Linked DNA regions of Gasterosteus aculeatus: region 1 is linked to region 2. The links are chromatin contacts, called in public Hi-C maps. All regions are on one chromosome and are shown on one strand. The core of a region is the stretch at or near the end of the contact, and the rest is flanking DNA. Distances in the headings are between cores, read along the strand shown. Region 1 holds the start of pex14 (peroxisomal biogenesis factor 14). Region 2 holds the start of tardbpa (TAR DNA binding protein a).

Evidence for each region. Hi-C and Micro-C count contacts between places; a contact is called where the count stands out from the background.
Region 1: a contact with region 2 is called in a Hi-C map of skeletal muscle, with 5 times the contacts expected there. The contact joins the promoter of pex14 here to the promoter of tardbpa in region 2. A contact is called at or near these places in 3 of 6 Hi-C or Micro-C datasets (skeletal muscle and tail fin).

What each region holds. Positions count from the first base shown.
Region 1 is chr2:12,834,557-12,838,069 of fGasAcu3.hap1.1, reverse strand. pex14 (peroxisomal biogenesis factor 14) reads left to right here and starts at 1,753. Exons shown (of 10, transcript XR_005713669.2): 1 at 1,753-1,912; 2 at 3,168-3,218. dffa (DNA fragmentation factor, alpha polypeptide) reads right to left here and starts at 473. Exons shown (of 6, transcript XM_040193473.2): 1 at 201-473. The coding sequence starts at 294.
Region 2 is chr2:12,588,423-12,592,377 of fGasAcu3.hap1.1, reverse strand. tardbpa (TAR DNA binding protein a) reads left to right here and starts at 2,544. Exons shown (of 7, transcript XR_005713717.2): 1 at 2,544-3,442; 2 at 3,953-3,955. It overlaps ciroz (ciliated left-right organizer protein containing ZP-N domains), which reads right to left and starts at 3,350. Exons shown (of 11, transcript XM_040194292.2): 1 at 1,717-3,350; 2 at 1,566-1,642; 3 at 1,383-1,484; 4 at 1,176-1,300; 5 at 925-1,068; 6 at 791-829; 7 at 547-684; 8 at 372-456. The coding sequence starts at 1,754.

The sequences.
Region 1 (3,513 bases), core at 504-3,003, 250 kb before region 2:
GCTTATTAATGCCTTTTAATAAAAACACGGACGAAACCGCCAAAGATGATCACTAAATGCACCAAAATGATTTTATATATGTATCGTATACTTTATACATGCGGTATAGCTCGTTCAGAACGGTTTATTTTCAAAAGGAAAACCATACAATTACACTCAATTAACTTAACGTTAATTCAAGTCGTCATAACACAACTTACCTTTCAGCTTCAGCTCATCTAAGGAGGGCACCACCACTCCGTAGGACTTTTGTCGTGTGAAGTTACACACCTTACACGGTTTCCTGTCCGTCATTCTTGGCCTGATGTGGAGAAAAGTATTTTTTATTTTCTCTCAACTTCGAACTGTCAGATACCGTCGAGACGCTCGAACGCGGAAGCTTCTTCTTCTTCTTCGTCTTTTGATTTTGTGTATTCTTCTTCTTCATTGGGTTTTAATGGAATCTCGCCGTACTGCCACCTGTTGGCGTTACTGGCCATGTACAGTCTTGGCTTGTCAGCTTCCTTTTATTTGATTCCCGTCTACGCTTTCCGTTCGGTTACCTCGTGTCCATCCTCTCTGAATATATCCGGCAACTAATAAGCATAATAGGATACATGTTTCCACAGAGACTGGAGAGTGTACCATCAAATTAGGCCATTGTCCTACCGTACTTCCTCTTTTCTATCTCCTTCCCCATCTCTCACGGTATGCATCTTAGTTTGTATTGAATGTAAAGGCCTGTTTATATATGTGAATGTACAGGAACACGACCTGAGTGCCTTGTTTTATTACTTGGATGTGTTGCCAACATTATTAATATTAAGCCCAGATAATGGCAATTGCCTGGACCCACCTGATTATGAAAATAGACTTATTCACTAGAATTTTGTTTTGTTAGATTTCTTCAACACATACAGATAGCATCAACTCAACGGTCTACACACCTACAATGTTTGCATATCTCCGCTCTGTCACTCGGAACTGCAGCTGGATAACCTGTATTATTGGATATTTTTTATCAAAGCTCCACATAGTCTTTGTGGCTTTGAGGTAATTCCAATATGAGTTTTACCACAAAGAGATTAAAAGCAATATAAAAAACTCAGACAGTACATTTAATGCACAATATGATGAATAGGAAGTCATTTTTTGTCACAGCGTCTGTCTTCAATGTAGTCTTGAAATGTGTGTGTGTGTGTGTCGACTTCTCTCGGGAAATATATAGACAGCATTGTCTTTCCACAAGACATAATGGGCACAGTAGCTAATCTAACTTATTTTAATGTGCCTCTTGGTGCAGATTATGAAGATTAATGTTCCATTCATATTACAGCTTTTAGGGATGTCTCCTTGATGACAGGATTCTCTTGGGGCAGTCAGACTGCGAGGCCCGATTAGCAAACGGACACAGTGGGCAACTGCAACGGCCCCGAAATCCAAGGGACACCAGACTTCGAGGAGCCCTGATGGACTTGTGATCACTGTCTTTTCTTTCGTCGTTTAAATGAATTTTAGTAAGAAAATGCACCACAAAAGCAACAAACAATAAGTAATTTTGTAGATGGTCCCTGTGTTCTGTTATAAAGAAAAGAATTGTGTCTTTTCTTTTTGTGTTATTATTCTATTTCATGTAATTGGCCAAAAAAGATGAATTTGGAGTCTTGTTACTTGATAATAATAATTATTATTACAAGCAATTCATGTGATAGATTTCTGGATTGGAAACAAAAGGAGCTTCTAATAAATTTAGTTTGAGCTTTCAAATGAACTTTGCTGTTTATTGAATGGAGTTACTGTGGTTTTGTAAGGAAAATGGATCATTGACAGCCTTTAGGAAAAGCAATCGAACGTGGCTCAGTCGATCAGCTCGTCCTGTGAGCAATCGAGGGGAAAGATGGCATCCACCGAGCAACCTGATCCTCCTACACAGGTCTACAATTATGCAACTAAAGCGTTTACCTCTCGGTGTCCAGACACGACAGTGGACACCCACACTGCGTTTAAACGTCGTGACCCTTCAATACCTCCACTTTTTGTATCGTTGCGCTTTTAACGCCTCTGTTAGCTAAAGTTAGCATCGCTCGCTAGTTAGCACGCCGGCTAGCTCCCGCAACGCTTCAGAAGTTGCCTGTCAGACTTGTTTGCGCTGCCAAGTCGACACGAGGGGACGAGCTGTCCTTCTTGGGCCGCATCGCACGGTGCCAAGTTGTGTGGCTTGCTAGACCTCTGCCTGGGCCAGCTCTTAAACCGTGACCAAACGCACGTCCTTCCAATCAACCAACAAGTCTTCTCTCAGTCGGACTATTGGCAGCTAATGACATGCTGCGTAAAGGTCACCGTCAGGCCGGTAGATTGGACTCTGCTCTCAGCCTTCACTTTGGTTTATATTGACAAGCATTGATCATTTTGGAAAAGGCTTGTTCTAAACTTTTTTTCACATTCGTGATTTATTCATTCCCAGAAAATAGATTAGAAACAATGTGCAATAGTTAGGCAGAATTAAATGTGCTTGTTTGTAAAGCATCATTTTTAAAGGTAGATTTTATGTTGTCTTAACCCAGTGACCGATGAAGCAGGAGGGACTTCAGTAAGGAACTTAACTTAATTCATGATTGTCATGCATGCTGAATAATTGGTGCATGAGCACAGGTAAAGGATCTGCACCCTGTAATGCAGCATTAATGTGACAGATTGATGCACTGAACGGCTCGCCGCAGATGTCACTGCTATCCAGTGGTGGAAGAAGTACCTTGAGTTTTCTCTAAGTAGTAGTATCAATGCCGTGGAACTTCCTACACCACCTCCTACATTCTGTACCCGTACTTACACCATTTTACTAATAGTAATAAGCAAAAGTAGAAAAATATTTGCATTACATTTTAAGTACTCATTTTTCCGAAAGGCCCATTTAAGAATGATATATATTGTGTTATTATAATTATTGATACAGTAGTAGTGTGTAAATTACTTTTCTGTTGCAGCTCTGAAAGTTTGGTACATTTAAAGCACCGTTTGGGATCTTTGCCTTAACCGATAATAACATCATCATTTCATTTTTGACTGTTATGTATTGAGTGAATTTCCTTTGTGACCTAAGACCACTGCTGCTTTCTACACATTGGTGTATTACATTGGTGTCCTCCAATAGATGGCAGTCTTATACTAGTGTTTGTTTATTTTCCCAGCCGGGCCTTCCAGCTGGAACTGAGGCGACCGCTCCTCCCCGAGAACAACTGGTAAGGACTTCTTATTCATTAATGACGACGTTTTGGAACACGTCGACCAAGTGATTTTAATATGCTTATTTGGTGTAAGTGGTTATCAGGTGGCTGCAGCGGGTTAGTTCATTCCATTTCTTTTTCATCACAAGATATTTCCCTGGTCGGAGCCTTTGCCAGTGAAACCTTACTGTAGGGTTCAGTGACAACTCTTTGCAATTGATAACGCATATTGGAGACAATTGTGATCTTAAGGAAGTTGTTTTTCATCAACAAGCTACTTTTGCTTAGCTAAACGGACCACATTACACAT
Region 2 (3,955 bases), core at 1,295-3,794:
AAATGTTGTATTTATTTATTCCACAGCATTTATTCATAAGTCAGTTATGTGATAAACAGCATTTTGTACCTAACCCCTTTTAAAAGAGCAATCTGTAGTCGGGGCCCCTGTGAACTTTAAATAATCCACCATTTCAAAACGTTTTTCTACAGAACTTTTTTCTTCTTTCTCATCCCCACTCTTTTTTGGGAAACACTATATTTGTACTCGACTTTATAGTTTGAAATGAGAGCACTTTACTTTAAATGGTGCATTTTTACATCATTGTAGTGCAGGATTTACCTAAGTAAACTACTTAGTAGTGAATATGTTACAGTTTGTGGTGTGGAAAAAAGAATAACTTCTGAGTCTGATTCTATGTTGCTACCCACCTTTTGGACAAGTGGCTTCCATGCTATAAGCATACTGGCCACTAACCAGCTTCAAGGCCAGGAATTCCCCTTCATTTCCCAATACCTGCGTTCAACATTAAAGTAATGCAGTGAGATTTAGTTGTAATGCTGCCATTGGTCACTAGGTGGCAGGATGCTGTGCACATTCTCTTACTTCCACGGGGCTCAAGACCTCCCTTCTCCTGCCTTGAACTGTAATGTCTGGTCCGCTCATGTCAACGTTCATCTGGATCAGACTCGCATCCTCCAGAGCAACAACGAGGTGATCGCTCAGCGACAGCGACCAACGCAACTGTGATGCAAAAACCACACATGCAAGTACACAAGTAGGTGTTTACATGCATAATTCAATCGTATTACTAAGGGCTGAGTTCACTGGGATTAGTGTGAATTACTACCTTGTTGTCCCAGTTGTCATGGGGAACTTGTCTGGTCACCTACAGACACACACACACACACACACAAAGCGAATAAGATTCTTCAAACGAACACATTGGTAAGTAACGGATGACCGAGTGAAATCAACAAGTACCTGAATGCACTCTGGGTCACACTGGATCTGCTCTCTGCTTGGCAGTACAGGAGCCACGGGACACTTCATCGTGAAACTATAAGGTCTTTCCCTGAATCGGTTTATCCTCTTCACCAAATTCAGTTTCAGAACATGATGGTTGTTCTGAAAGATCAATATGCAGCCAGAGAATTATCAGCACTAGGCCCATCGCGGGCAATCGTCCGAGTTTGTGAATATGCATTAGACAATTCTAAATGCGTCGTACGTACCAGCTGTTGGACAAAACATCCAGTGTAACTGACTCTAAAAATAAAGTTGTTGTCAGGGTATTTGTGCAGTGAGAATCCACAGGCAGACAGCTGGAGGTTCAGGTGGTCCAAGGAAGCAAGGTGTACTTATCCAAAGAGAACGTGAGTTAAAGGGAGTTTATCTCATATCTATGTCAATATTTTTTTTAAATATATTGAAAGAATTACCTTGGATCTTTAAGGCTGCAGACAGCCAGAGTCCCAATCCTCCAATCCTTCCACTGTGTATCCACATCTCCATGTATTCAGAAAAGCATTCCACATCTCCTTCTGAAAGTAAAGACAGAAAATATTTCAGAAAATAACAACAACATGTCCAGAGATGTCAAAACAACATTTAAAATGATTCACCTGTCAATCTTGCCGTACGATTCCATTCTGTTGACTGAATGGAAAGTGCGCTCCCCATGACAAAACATTGTAAAACACTAGAAAGAGGGAAAATTAGACGTTAATCTTGAAAATAGTGCAGTTCATGTTTGTACAACATTATGCTACTTACATGATTCTAAGTGGAATGCCCAATCTGATCTGATCCATGTCCCTTCCACTGACGTATGTGGGCAGTCTGACCCTTGAGCCTATTTGTAGGTAAGTGGACTGATGTCACTCAGGGATGTGACTTCATTCAGGGGAAGTGGGAATAAACACAGGTGTGTTTGCTTTGACACTTTCAAGTTGAAATGATCATTGTGCCCCGGATGTGTGAACAGTGGGATTTGAGGCAGTTGAAACACCTCTTTTTTAGTGGTCATCTATTATGGATAAAGTAAATAATCGTAGGCCACATGTCCATTCATCTATTTATTGAAAGAACGTGTTTAAAATAAGGGGAAATGTTAAAACCAAACTGTCACATATGTTTCTTGTTAATGGACCATTCCATCAAATACAAATATTCTATATATCTTACACTATTTTAGACTTGGTACCATTCATCCTGACATCTTACAAAATCTATGAATCTGTGGGTTTGAGGATGTTCAACAATGTTGCACTCTAACCTTTGCTGCTGTAATCCTCTGGTTATGTTTGGCTACACAGAATAATATAAATGTAAATAATGTAAACCTAGTATCCCTGAATATGGATTAAACTCTTATACTTCGGTTGAAAAACAATCTCCCAATCCTCACGGTGATATGGTATTGCATGCGATTGCTTTTGATATAATTTCCCAGTGCGCATGGTGCGCACCTTTTGTTTAGACTCTGGGCAAATCTATATATACGACTTCAAAGGGTATGCCTTGGTTCTTAAACCTTTCTCATTGAAAGTTATATAACACGACAAGATCAACGGAGTCAAACAAATAACGTCAAAATTATGTGTGCAAATAGTTAGGCCGGGACAAATGACCTGGATTCAAATAATTTACTCAATGTTTATAGTTTGACATGTAAAACAACCCCACAAAAACTCAAAAGTGTACTCTTCCATCTGGATGATGTCATCTCTACAAAGTGCGCAGCCATTTTGTTAGCTAGCTTGAGGTTACAGAGGTTAGCCGCGCGCGTACTGCTGCAATAAATGTGTTCTTTGCGATTTTGTGCGTAAATCTGAACGAACGAGATAGTTTGTCGATGTTGATGTAAGCGTGCACTTTTTAGCTACAGACCCGCAGACAAAAACAGAGCCCGCGTGTTCGTTAGCGGTGAACAGTGCGTGAAACTGAATGGTCATTCATTTTTCAAGCCGTTCGCTAGCTTGTTAGCTAGCTAGCCGACTAACGTGTTTACGCGTGCTAACAAACGGAGAAGAACGCTAGTGAATGTTGAAGGGTTATTGAGTGAGCGTTTGTGGTCCACATAGTTCGTGCGTGCCTTTGACTACCGATATAGTTCAGTCTCGTCCCCCGGTTGACTAAAGTAACGTTAAACTTCATCGACGATCGACTCTACAAAAACTCGCGTGCACCATTCCGGTCTTTAACTTTTAACTCCATCGGCTGCTTCCACTTGGACCGGCGATCGACCTTTTAGAGACCATGTCGGAGTTGTACATTCGTGTGGCTGAGGATGAAAGCGAAGAGCCCATGGAGATTCCTTCCGAGGATGACGGTACTATATTGCTGTCATCTGTAGCCGCACAGTTTCCAGGCGCGTGCGGGCTGCGGTACCGGAACCCGGAGTCCCAGTGCATGAGGGGGGTCCGGCTGGTGGAGGGGGTCCTTCATGCCCCCGAGAACGACTGGGGAAACCTGGTCTATGTCGTCAATTACCCTAAAGGTGAGATGTTGGCGTAGGGTTTGTTGTGTTTAGGCCGCACTCGTTTTAGCCGGTTTCCCTCTTGTCCATTATTTCGAGTGAAGATCGATGTTACTGCTCCTTTTTTCAGTTTTTGTTGTTGTTGAAGAAATCAAGCTTCAATCTTCGGGGAAAAGTTTCCTTTCCTGATGGAACATTACATCTGCCCCCATGCACAACAGGGTGCAGTTCTTAGATATTCCAACATATGCAACATCACTTCTGCAATGCTCCCTAAATGGGAGAAGATCCCCGCAGCCAGTTTCCATAGACCAGTCAGGGCTGTTAAAGCAGACCCTCAGTGAGTTGCATGGGTTTGGAGTAAGGTGGTCTGCAGCCAGATACGGATCAAATGTTGAGGTGCTGTCTTACTTGGTTGTTGTGTTGCTGCCACAACCAGACCGCAAAGAGACCACAGGGTTTGTATTTCCATCTCATTTATTACACCATTTTTCCTAATGTGACTCGCGCCTTCCCGTCCATTCTCCCCAGATA